2 separate regions of the Ovis aries genome follow, and region 1 is linked to region 2. The links are chromatin contacts, called in public Hi-C maps. All regions are on one chromosome and are shown on one strand. The core of a region is the stretch at or near the end of the contact, and the rest is flanking DNA. Distances in the headings are between cores, read along the strand shown. Region 1 overlaps ARHGEF5 (Rho guanine nucleotide exchange factor 5). Region 2 holds the start of ARHGEF5 (Rho guanine nucleotide exchange factor 5).

The links. A called contact is a pair of places that touch in the nucleus more often than the background predicts.
Region 1: a contact with region 2 is called in a Hi-C map of tail adipose tissue, with 5 times the contacts expected there. The contact joins the enhancer-like site here to the promoter of ARHGEF5 in region 2. A contact is called at or near these places in 5 of 16 Hi-C or Micro-C datasets (liver, omental adipose tissue, skin fibroblasts and 1 more).

What each region holds. Positions count from the first base shown.
Region 1 is chr4:108,805,975-108,812,273 of ARS-UI_Ramb_v3.0, forward strand. It overlaps ARHGEF5 (Rho guanine nucleotide exchange factor 5), which reads left to right. Exons shown (of 16, transcript XM_042248968.1): 16 at 1-67. Among named protein-coding and RNA genes, the nearest start is that of NOBOX, 20 kb to the right of the region's middle. Within about 2 kb of position 3,312, at least 23 of the 54 cell types and tissues checked have an H3K27ac peak or open chromatin away from gene starts, as enhancers often do. A contact at or near this core is called in liver, where this site is marked.
Region 2 is chr4:108,771,860-108,778,017 of ARS-UI_Ramb_v3.0, forward strand. It overlaps ARHGEF5 (Rho guanine nucleotide exchange factor 5), which reads left to right and starts at 4,177. Exons shown (of 16, transcript XM_042248968.1): 1 at 4,177-4,293. It overlaps LOC132659777 (a long non-coding RNA gene), which reads right to left and starts at 4,067. Exons shown (of 2, transcript XR_009600575.1): 1 at 2,738-4,067.

The DNA of each region.
Region 1 (6,299 bases), core at 2,062-4,561, 33 kb after region 2:
GGGGTCTGTCGGTGGCTATGTGAGGTGATACACCCTCACTCTAATAAAGCTGGCACTTCTCCAAGTATTTTCTCCCCAGACTCCTGAGCACTGAGCGAGGTTCAGAACATGGGATCCCACGGTTCAGATGTCATGAAAGACCACGATGCTGACTGGGTTACAGCAGTGGCCAAATCTTTCTTTGACTGTGGAGCGTTTGGGCAGTTTTTCTGCTTGTTATGGCCTCAGAGTTTGTATCAGGAAGTAGAATGAGTTGATGGGTGATGAAAACTCCAAACCTTTTTTTAACTGAACCCACAGGTTAAGGTCTAAGCTAGTTTAGGTGGATTTGGAACTGTTACTCAGACCCTTCATGGATTTTATATTTTGACTTTAGATACTGGAAGGGTGTCATCACCGCTGCGTCATCCTCTGTGTGAGAAAGAGTACGGAAATAGCAGAATCCTAGAATCCAGGTCGCAAGACCCAACTTCCAGTTAGTGCCTCACCACGATGCAGCCTGCCTACTTCTCACTTTCCTTAAATGTAAAATGCCGAATTAAGCCACGTAACCTCCAGACTTCCATCCGACTCTGTGATGCATGATTCTCTGTCTTCCATCAGTTTGCCCTTCTCAGGTGGAGAACATACCCACTTACATTTTTTTCCTCATGTCGAGTCGTCACACAGCAATGGTACAGTCATCTTTTAAGTGGGCACGTTGTGGTCCATCCCTGGACATTCTACCCCTCGGCTTTATCTCCGGTGGTGGTGGTTTAGTTGCTCAGTCATGTCCAGCTCTTGCGACCCCATGGGCTCTCGCCCGCCAGGCTCCTCTGTCCATGAGATTTCCCAGGCAAGAATACTGGAGTGGGTTGTCTCTTCCTTTGCCATGCTTTATCTTTAGAGGGCCTCAGGGTAGAATTGCACTGCAGCTTTATACAAAGGTAAGAATAATACTCTAAATTTGGTCTCATATCCCAATTAACTGTGATATGACATGATAGTATCACTTTTGATAACACATTTTGTTTACAATCCATCCTAAAATGTAAGTTAGCTTACTTAATCTTTAGAAAAGTTATCACTATTAAGTTAATTAAGTTCAGAATAATACTAATTTATCCTAAACAGTCTGACAGTGCTAAAATAGACATGACTTTGCTGCTGCTGCTGCTGCTGCTGCTGCTAAGTCACTTCAGTCGTGTCCGACTCTGTGCGACCCCATAGATGGCAGCCCACCAGGCTCCCCCGTCCCTGGGATTCTCCAGGCAAGAACAGTGGAGTGGGTTGCCATTTCCTTCTCCAATGCAGGAAAGTGAAAAGTGAAAGTGAAGACGCTCAGTCATGTCTGACTCTTAGCAACCCCACGGACTGCAGCCTTCTAGGCTCCTCCGTCCATGGGATTTTCCAGGCAAGAGTACTGGAGTGGGGTGCCATTGTCTTCTCCGAGACATGACTTTAGAGAAGTTCAATTAAGATTTTACATCTTTTCATAAAGTTAGCTTTTAAGTATTAATATATGTTAAATGTATATATTATATGTAAACTAACAACTGATTCTTCTTAATATTAATAACAGTAATTTTCATCCAGATCTTTGCTCACACCAATAATTGAACACTGGCCTTATGACTCAAAGAGAGCCATATCCAACCTTATATTTTCTAGGCAAATGCTCCCTTACTCTCCCAGGGAGATAAAATATCAACTTCTGAATGATATATATGTTAAAAAAAAATGTTTTTAGTTAAATGACTGCTTCTTTGCTTGAAGTTGCTAAGGTTTTCTAAGCACCTTTAAACTGACTTCTATTAGAGCTGAACTTGTCTTGAGGTATTTAATAGATATTTGTTTAATCAGGTTATTCTCACCTAATCTGGGAAATTAAGAGATACTTGACGTCAACTTGTCTTTAGATCCTTCGTTTTAAAAACAAAAATCAAGCGACAACAACAAAAGGGCTTAGGTATGAATAATGTTTTCTGAATTGAGTTACTAAATTTTTATACTTTGGGTTTCAAACAATGGGGCACAGTTCTTGTCACTGTCCCTTCCCTCTTCAGATTTTCAGGATTTAACTCAATTTCTTCGTTACTCCTCATTGGCATCAGTGCATTAGAAACATAGCAATTCCTTATGAGAAATCATGAAGACAGCTCTTAACCAGCACTTCCTGGACAGACTGTATTTGAGCCGCATACGATGATAGATGGTATTTTGTTGGCATTTTTTTGAGGACAGTGTCTTTAGGAGTCCTATTTATTGCTCCTTTGCTGAATTGTAACAAGCTTGGAGCTTAAAATCCTATAGATATACGCTGAGTCACTTCCTTTGGGCTCTTGATCCCATTAAATTTTGTCTGTCAATTTTATCCACTCACACGACTTAGAAAGCTGTTTTGTAAAGGTTATTTTCGCCATCAGCTTTTCATTTAGAGTTAACTGTGATGTTATGATTCTAAGAGTTCAGCACTTAGGCTATCACGGTCATTTACAATGACTTTAATAAGATCAGCTTACATGTCAGTATCTGGAAGGCTCACAGTTGGAGATGTGTTTATTTCCCCTGATTTCATCTTCTCTTAAACAACTTCTATCTCCACAACACAAAGTAAAATGGATTTTGGTCCTAGGATGACTGATGTTTTTTTTTTTTTAAGATTTTTTTTTTTTTATGTGGCCCATTTTTTAAAGTCTTTTATTGAATTTGCCACAATATCGCTTCTGTTTTATGTTTTGGTGTTTTGGGCATGAAGCACATGGCATCTTAGCTCCCCAACCAGGAACTGAACCCGTACCTCCTTCAGTGGAAGGCAAAATCTTCACGTCTGGACCTCCAGGGATGTCCCTGTTTTGTTATTAGTCTTTGGGATAGAAGTTGTTTAAAAGTCTTTGAAAATGTAAAGAAATGACATTCCCTGGCTCTCCTTCTTTCACACACATATTTATCCCCCTGCAATAAACCCAGTTTCCTCTTGGACCCCATGTCAATCTACCCATAATTGTCTCTATTTAGTGATGCTCTCTTTATCATAACTTCTTCTGGTTCATGAAGTCAGATTAGAAATGCAGCATTTTGGTGCAGCAGCTGTTTATAGACAAAACCGAACCTCACCCACCCACCCGGAGACACATCACTGAGGCCTGGGCGTGCTTGCACTTGGTTGTCCACACCTCTAGGTAAATATCCTTCTGCCGGTGGTGACTTGACCCTATCACTCACACAGCTCAGTTACCTTAGAGCCGCATCTGCTATAAATATGACTCAGGAGCTGTGCGGCTCAAAGCCTGCTGTTTAATGTAATCTCCTGAAATCAGGTGTGCCAAGGGGCCAAAGGTTACAGGCAAATGAACTAAAGGGAGACAGACGCCAGACTTAGTCATGTTTCAGGTAGACTGAAAACATTCTCTATCCCTAATGGCTTTCGACCCATTTCTTCCAACCCACCCGTTTCCAATGCCAATTACAGAGTGGAAGTTACTCCAGCCTCTTCCTGGGAAGAGGGTAAAGCACAGCATCCCTTCACTTGCAGAATTTCCAGGGAAACATCCCCAGAGGGAGGCGAGGGCCGAAGGAAGACCCCTCGGGGAGTGTCGGTAAGTGAAAGAGGGTGTCTTGTCTCTTCTTTCCGGGAAGGCTGGGCACCAGCAACTGGGGAAGGAAAGGGGTTGGGTTGATGTGAGCCGTAAACTTTTTTCCAAGCTGGTAAGGGAGCTAGGAGGGAGTGACTACTGATCCCAGCTGCTTGGTGAATGAGTCACCGCCCTGAGGGCAGAGCCTGCTACAGGGAGGGGCCTGAGTCTGGCCCACAGAGCTCTCCAGAAGCACCAATGGGCAGATAGATATTTTCCTGGCGGTTTACCTGAGCAATTACCTCTGAACAATGCCGATGGAAAGCCCAAAGGAAAGCAGGAGCCGCATTAGTTTGCACTGAATGACATGGAGGTTCTGCATCTGCTCATGGGCCTCAGGGCCCCAAAAGGCCAGGGAGAGAGTTCAGACTGCTGGGCAAAGTGGCTGAGGGCCACAGACCAGGGAAGACCCTGGTAGAGTCTGTAAGAGTCCACAAGTCTGGCAAGAGATTCCAGCCATCACGGAGGCAGCCTTGGGAAGAAAAGGAAAATGCTGGGAGGAAAGAGGGCCCCATGGATGGGACGCATCCAGCCAGTTATAGAGTGTTTTCTTTCTGAGATCCACCATTGGGGATGAGAAAACCACCCGCTGTTGGAGTGGAAAGGACCCCGAAGTTCTTTGTGTCTATCCCCTTCCTGGTCACACAGTAGCTTGCGGAAGGGGGACAACTGGCTTAATACCACACAGCCAGAGAGTTGTAAACTGCAAATCCAAACAGCCTGCTGTTTACCTCTAGGATTTTAGCACATGATCTGCAGCATGCGCCATTTGTGTGGCTCACAAAAGGTTGACAGTGACTTGCTCTAAAATGCAAAGGCTGCGTAAACAGAATATGGAGAGGCAGATAAGTTTTGAGAAGTGAGACGAGCTGGCGGTCAGACTTGTGGAATGGTTAATAAACAGGTTTTAGTGATTGGACTAAGCTTGGCCAGGCAACAGACTGGAAAGAAAGATAAGGTGTGGCTTTTGCAGGCATTCATCATCCTTGCACAGCAGGGCCTTAAGAACTGGAGAGTTTCCTGAGAGCTGTGTGTATGTGAACTGGAAGGTTTCCCGAGCACAGTGTGTGTGAGCTAGAGAGTTTCCCGAGCGCGGTGTGTGTGTGAACGGGAGAGTTTCCTGAGTGTGGTGTGTGTATGTGTGTATGTGTGTGTCCTCGGCTTTAGGGGAGGAAAGGACAGGAGGATCCTTGATGGAAGATGGAATGTGTGCAGAAACACTGGACTTCTTTTGTGAAATCAGTGGTACTGGCATTAGCAAATTAAAGGGGAAAAAAAGATGAAGGAGGAGTTTTCCAGTTGAAAATCCAAGAAAATGAATGGGTAATTTTTTTTTCCCCAAACATTTGACAATAGTCCTTTAAATAAGTTCTAGGGACACATTTTATTTCCCTGGGTATGAAAATGGACCTGATTTCACTGATTCAAATAATGAAGAGTTATAGGAAATAACAGGGCTTCCCTGGAGGCTTAGTGGTAAAGAACCTACCTGCCAGTGCAGGAGGCGCCGGAGATGCGAGTTCTATCCCTGGGTGGGAAAGATCCCTTGGAGAAGGGAATGGCAACCTACTCCAGTATCCTTGCCTGGAGAAGCCCATGGATGGAGGAGCCTGGCAAGCTACACTCCATGGGGTCACAGAGTCGGACACGACTGAGTGATTGAGCTTGAGCACCACAGGAAATAAAAAGTCAAACCAAAATGAATAATGGACAAGAATGCAAAATAACGAAGTGGGTGAACTGGAGCGCTTGGGAAGATTCAGCGCTGGCTGTCGATGGTGGCTCGGAGGGGACTTCTGAATAACCGACTGCACTCTTGGCAGTTCTAGGTACACGATTGGGACAAGGGTGTCAAGTGGGAAGTACACACTGGGCAGAACTGGATGGAAAGGATGATGTAAGCAACAGCAGGGCGAAAGTCTCCACCCAGGAAGGATGGGTGGAATGTCTGTGGGCGGAAATTCCATTCTCAGACAATACACTGTGCAGGAAGGGATGTCCTTGAGGCAACTTGACTAGAGCAATGAGGCTGAGAAACCAAATGGGAGAGTGACACGCAGAGACACAGAAGCTCTAAGGCTGAGGCAGCAGCCGGCTCCTCTGGAGTTCCATATTTTATGAATCATTCTCCCCTTAGATGCCTGGTCACCATAACCTGAGGTCAGCGTGACCATCTCTCCCCGCTACCCAGTCAAGATCTGTTGATTTCTTCCCAGCATCTCTCTCACTGATTGCTTCCCTCTTGTTCTCCTTGTTACTGTTTTTCTGTCATTCAGTCATGTCCAACTCTTTGCAATCCCATGGGCTGTAGCCCACCAAGGCTCCTCTGTCCATGGGATTCTCCAGGCAAGAATACAGCAGTCGGTTGCCATGCCCTCCTCCAGGGGATCTTCCCAACCCAGGCATCAAACCTATGTCTTCTGAAGTTCCTGCATTGCAAGCAGGTTCTTTACCACTAAGCCACCAGGAAAGCCCCCTTGTTCTATGCTGTGCTGGGCTTAGTCGCTCAGTCATGTCCAACTCTTTGCAACCCCATGGACTGTAGCCTGCCAGGTTCCTCTGTCTGTGGGGATTCTCCAGGCAAGCATACTGAAGTGGGTTGCCATGCTTTCCTCCAGGGGATCTTCCCAACCCAGATTCTTTACCATCTGAGCCACCAGGGAAGCCCCCTTGTTCTCCTCAGTT
Region 2 (6,158 bases), core at 2,927-5,426:
TACTCCTTACACTCTGTTATCCTTATTTGCTACTTTTTCTCCTCAATTAGACTGAGAGTTCTTTTGGGGGCAGAGAGCTGGTTTTTGTATATTGAGTTCTAAAAAAATGCATATTAAGTAAATGAAGGGGAAAAAAATTGTAGGCAATCACTATTTATACCTTGAATAGCATTACATTTAGGTTAGAGCCAAAGTGCAAAATTTGAGAAAAGAAATAAAGGGAAACCTTGCCTGGAGAATCCCAGGGACGGGGGAGCCCAGTGGGCTGCCGTCTGTGGGGTTGCACAGAGTCGGACACAACTGAAGTGACTTGGCAGCAGCAGCAGCAGCTGTTTTTCACTTCAAGCACCATTCCATTCCAAGGGTGAGAAAGAAAAACATATTCATCAGAATAGAAAAGGATAGTTAAGAACCACACTGGTCAAGTCAGGGTGGATTTAAAGGAGAAAGATGAAGAGACCACCGTTGGTCAAATTAAGAAAAGAACTGAGTTCAAAATCATTCCAAGGTGGGTCGGGGATCAGGTAAAAAGCAGAATCAAAAAAGCCAGAGAAATATAGAAAGAACTGATCCTGGATGAGCTGAGGGTCATTTAACTAAGTGGGAGGCCACAGAGCCAACAACGTGGGATGGTGGGACCGGGAGGACATCTGGTCAGGTCAGTGACAGCCCGGGGGAGAAATCCGATGCTTCAAAAGGTCACTATAATAATCCCTTTGCTCTCAAAACCTAGAACTACGCAGGACAGTTCTCTGTCCTTCCCACACCGTGCTGGATCTCAAAGGCACTGACTCCAGTTAAAATGCACCACCTTCCCCAAATCCAGAACCCTTTTTTCCCCCATTGACTACATCTCTCATTTTAAAATAACTTTACTTTGAATTAGTTTACCTTTCCCAGCTCTTATCGCTTTCTTATTGTAAATGTATTCATTCAACATGCATAATTATCAGGCACTGTTAGGAAAGGAAACCAGCCCATATCAATCCCCTTCTACCCTTGTACTAGGGTGATTCTGTATATTAGCTTAGTGAATCACCACAACAACCTAGGGAGGCAGGTATTATTAAATATTACTTTCCCCGCCTAAGACAGTAGAAAAACGAAGCCTAGAAAGACAAAGAGGAAGCACAGGAAGGTTAATAATGCCCAATTTTTGCATTAAGTAAGTGGTGAGCTGTGCTGTGTGTTCTCAGTCATGTCTGAGTCTTTACGACCCACTGGACGGTAGCCCACCAGGCTCTTCTGTCCATGGGATTTTTCAGGCAAGAATACTGGAGTGGGTTGCCATTTCCTTCTCCAGGGGATCTTCCTTGGCCCAGAGACTGAACCGGCGTCTCTTGTGTTTCCTGCTTTGCTGGTGGATTCTTGACCTGCTGAGCCACTGGAAAGTGTTGAGGGTGAGAGTCAGATCCACCCCTATCTGAATCTAAATTCCATCCTCTTTCTACTGAATCATTCTCTCTCATCTCTGGTCCTTTATAGAGGAAACGGCCCAAGCAAAATATCAAGATCTTGGAATAGGATGACTGGCCTTATTAAGAAGACCACTCACCAAGAACACGGAAAAAAAAAAAAAAAAAAAGACGACGACTGCTATGCACAGTGAAGGGAAGAGAAAACTGGGGTGCCAGATGATTCCCACATTGCAAACACCCCGCAGACAGTGTTGCTCCATGGGGAGAGTCAACTCCCTAAGTGGTAATTTTCAGCTTTCCTACTTCCTGGTAATTTTCATCTTACTACTAGTTGAAAAGTCAGGTCAAGCCTTGTATGCCTAGCTCTCAATGACCCCAAGATCACTGACTCAAGGGTAGTGACTTAAGAGAAAAGAAAAAAAAATGCCGCCGATAGGTCAAAGCTGGCAGATTAAGAGAAGGTCAAGTCTCTGAGACTTGACACTCAGAGAAGATGAAGGGCTAGAAGGAGAACCAAGGGAAGTCAGAGTGGAGCAGGAAGAATAATCAGGCTGGTTTAGAAGGCAGCGCCAGGAACTTCCATGATGGTCCAAGGATAAGACTCTGTGCTTCCAAGGCAGGGAGCGTGAGTTTGATCTCTGGTTGGGGAAATAAGATCCTACATCCCATATGCTGCATGGCGCAGCCAAAAGATTAAAAAAGAAGAAGATGAAGGCAGTCCCAGCACCTCTGACCACACTACCCACCCCCAGGAGATAGGACGAAATAGCAGAGATCAGTCACTTCTGCCCAGGATCCAACTGGCTTGGCTCAGCCATTAGAAATCAAGGGCTATCTCACACTCTGGACTGAATTTTCTCTCCCAGTTGAGAACTAGACAGCTCTAGCTTAAACTTTTTGACTAACTGCACTCCTCAATCTTCTTCTCTTGCTGAGCATATGGCAAGTGAGAAGCCTGTGCTTACACACCTTAACTCTGAGTCTCCTGGTTTTCCCCATGTCCACCCACACCTTACACAGCAGCTCGGAATAGGTTAAAGGCTTCTGGACTACTTAGGGCTTAACTCCTCAGAGTAATACAGCCAAAGTAGCACACTCTTTAAATATAGAGATGTATCAGGACCCTATTGGAGAAAAGACCAAGTGGCATTCTGTCCTAAAGCCTGTTCCAATGCTGGTAGGCCTGGTCAGCTGGGATCAGTGCAGTAGCCAATGGGCACAGTAACCTGGAAATGGTCTAACCAACTAGCTGTTGGGCTTATAGAGCATGGCAGTCCTAAGAACAAAACAGTCAGAAAGCCCATAAAGATTCTACTTACCTTCTCAAGTGATGCTAGTGGTAAAGAATCCACCTGCCAATGCAGGAGCCGTGGGAGATGCAGGTTCAGTTCCTGGGTCAGGAAGACCCCCTGGAGGAGGGCATGGCAACCCACTCCAGTGTTCTTGCCTGGAGAATCCCATGGACAGAGGGGCCTGGCGGGCTACAGTCCAGGGGTCACTCAGAGCCAGACATGACTGAAGCATCTGAACACACTTGACTTATTTCATCATGGAAACCCCTGGAGTAAGGAGTGAGGTTAGGGGCTGATCTAATTGAAATGAACATACCAAAAATCTCTGTCCCCTACATGTGGGATTCTTGCCCTATGTGCGTAGGGGACTACACCATAGAATGTTATGGGTTGGTTCCCTGAAGTCTATGAAAGTGAAAGTTGCTCAGCTGAGTCCGATTCTTTGCAACCCCATGAACTAACAGAGTCCATGGAGTTCTCCAGGCCAGAATACTGGAGTGGGTAGCAGTTCCCTTCTCCAGGGGATCTTCCCAACCCAAGGACTGAACCCAGGTCTCCCTCATTTTAGACAGACCAGCTGAGCTAGCTACCAAGGAAGCCCTCCCTGAAGTCTGTGAAGCGGCATAAAGATAGACCCACTCAACCTTGGTCTCAGAGACCAGGAAAACACAAAGTGTCCCTGAAAACATCAGAGGAGAAATATATAGGCAGGAGAAAACGCACAGGCCTGAGATGTAGGCTTAGATACTTACATACCAACACACATACTTGTCCTGGGAAGAAGCCAGAAGGAACCCACGTCCTGGGAGATGTGAACTCAGGTCATACAAAGAGGAAAGACATGGACAAGCTATTTTGGAGAGGCCTGGCACTGAGAGAGATGGCCTCCTAGAGAGTCAAAAGCCAGCAGGAAAGGGAAAGATGGGGGTCTGGGGGATTGAGGGGTAGGGGGCAGGAGTGCAGGCAGAAAAGTGAAAAAGGAGCCGGATACACCCTTCCTCATGTAGGAAGAGGCTGGTAGCCATCAAGGAAGAGAAATTAACACTGAGGCCTCATGATAAAGACTCAAATACAGACGAACACAGAAAACTCAAGAGACAGACTGGCCAAGAGGTGAGCTTCAGAAGAACACCGAAGCAGGGGTGGGGGACGGAGGACTGGTCAGGGGCCAGCTCAGGTAAAGACCTGGAGAAACACCCGGGAGAAGAAACACCAGGCAGATCTGAGAGACCTAGCCGACCCAGGGGAGGCCCCGCGGTCCGCTCTCCGCTCCCACGCCCTCGGGCCGGCCCGCGGGCCCAGGGCTCCCGCCCGGCCCCGGGCTCCCGTCCCGGCCGGGCCGGCACTTCCCAGCTCTGACGCGGGCGCTGCCTTCACACCAATGAGGCCGCGGCGCGGACCGGCCCCGGCCCTCCCCCAGGAAGGTGTGTCCCTGGTTTCCTCACCTGAAACTTCCGAGGAGAACCAGATCCCTCCCTCCCGGCCGGGCGGGGCGGCCGGGGCCTGCGCTGGGGACGGCCGGCCGGCGGGGGACCCGAGGGGACGCGGGGGGGGCGCCCGGACAGCATGTGACACCGACCCAGGTGGGTGCCCGGTGCCCGGCTCCGGGCGGGCGGCTGTGGCGCCCGGGCGGAGGGGAAGCGAGGGGGCGGGAAGCCCGGGAATCGAGGCCTTCACCTTGGGAGCAGCCCCCGCGGGCTCCGGGGCGCGGGCTCCAGAAAGTGGGGGGGAGCGCGCCGGGCAGGTGGGCGGAGGTGGGGTGCGGGGCCCGAGCACCTGGTCTGGGAGAGGGGAGAGACGCGGGAGGAAGGGCTCCTGCCTGGAAAACTTTGCTTCCGGCCTGGTCCCCGCCTCGGAAATGGGCACCCTGCCCTTAAGATGTTCCGCGGGCCGGTGATCAGGGCTCTTTCTTCCAAGTCCAGGCCCTGGGGAAAGCCCGCTCCTGTAATGAGGTGTAGCCGAGATTCCCTTTGTGGACGGACGCCCTCCCTGGAGGTGTTTTGCTGTCTGCTTTTTCCTACTCGGGCCGGGCCTTCCTTCGCTTATCTGCCTGTGGACTCGCCTACTGTGTGTGTGTCTAAGCTATTCGCTGGGAGCCGAGGAGGTGCCTCAACCTGTAAACAAGGGCTCGCGCCCTGCCCCCCTCCCGTTTCCCCACACCCGGGGAGGGCTCCCAAGGCTTCTTGCGGATCCCAGCATTGCCTTCAGAACCCGGCGAGGTAGGAAGGGAGCTGTGCAGAGCTGGGCTGGGGGCGGGGGTGTTAGAACACCCTTCTGAGCCCCGATTCGGAGCATCCCCCCCAGCGCCGTTCCGCAAATCTCAGATCTAAGCCCCTGCTCGCCTTCCTGAATCTGGGGTTCCCAAGCCAGATTTGCCCTCCTGTCTGCCTAGACGTGAACTCTGGCCAGGACTCTTGTCAGATTGAGGGGAAGGGTGTGTCCGACAGACAAGGGAGGGAGCGTGACTTTTCTATCTTTTGTCCCCTTCTGTTCCCCTACTGCTGTCCAGGATCTTGCATCCTTTGTCGACTCCAGAATTCCCAGCCCCTGACTAAAGAGCTCCCGATGTGGCCTCTTGTTCAGACTTCCTGGTTTAGCTCCCTAGGCGCCCACCCCCACCCACCTCTGGCCCTGGCAAAATGGGGATCATCTATTCGCCAGTCTGTGGGCCTGAAATTGGAACCATGTCCATGGTGGGGGTTTCTTGGGGAGCTGGGGAGGGGAAGGGATGTGGGGCGTCAATCAAATGAGATGTCCCACAGGAGGAATGTAGGTCACTGTCCTGGTGGGGCAGAAAGAGAAGGCAGGAGGTGGGAGGAGGAATCTCTTATCAGAAGGATACAGTGGTTCTTAGTCAAGAGTCTTTATCATTTCGGGGTTCTTGGAGTGTATGGCTGTCCACAGTGTGGTCTGTCTGGGGTTGTCTGTGGCCTCATAAGCACAGTGTTTGTGGGATAGACAAGGAATATGTCATTCGTGGTGTCTGGAGCGGTCAGTCACACTGTGGTGTGGACAAGGACGGGATCGGGGTTACTCAAGTGGTGTAGACCCAAGCAGATGATTTACAGCATCTGGTGCAGACAGGGCTGAGTCACTCACTATGTCTGTGGAGTGAACTGGAGCTGGTCACGTACAGTGTCAACAAGGTGACCGTCAGGGTCTAGGTTAAGGACACAAACAGGTCACTCACACTTCTGTGTGGATGGCACCAGGGCCACCGGTGGGTTTGTGGGCTCTGTGTTAGCATTGCCACTAATGATGGTCTGTGTAAGCCCATTGGGGCTACAAAGCACTGAATGATGTGGTGTTTTCAGACATTAGGGAATAGATAGAGGTGTTTATTACAGCTTTCACTTGGATGGTGGGGCTTTCCTCAAATATGTAGAACACAGATCTTAGCAGTTAGTGGTCCAGAAAGCTACTCTTATTTTGATGTAGCATCGAGGGC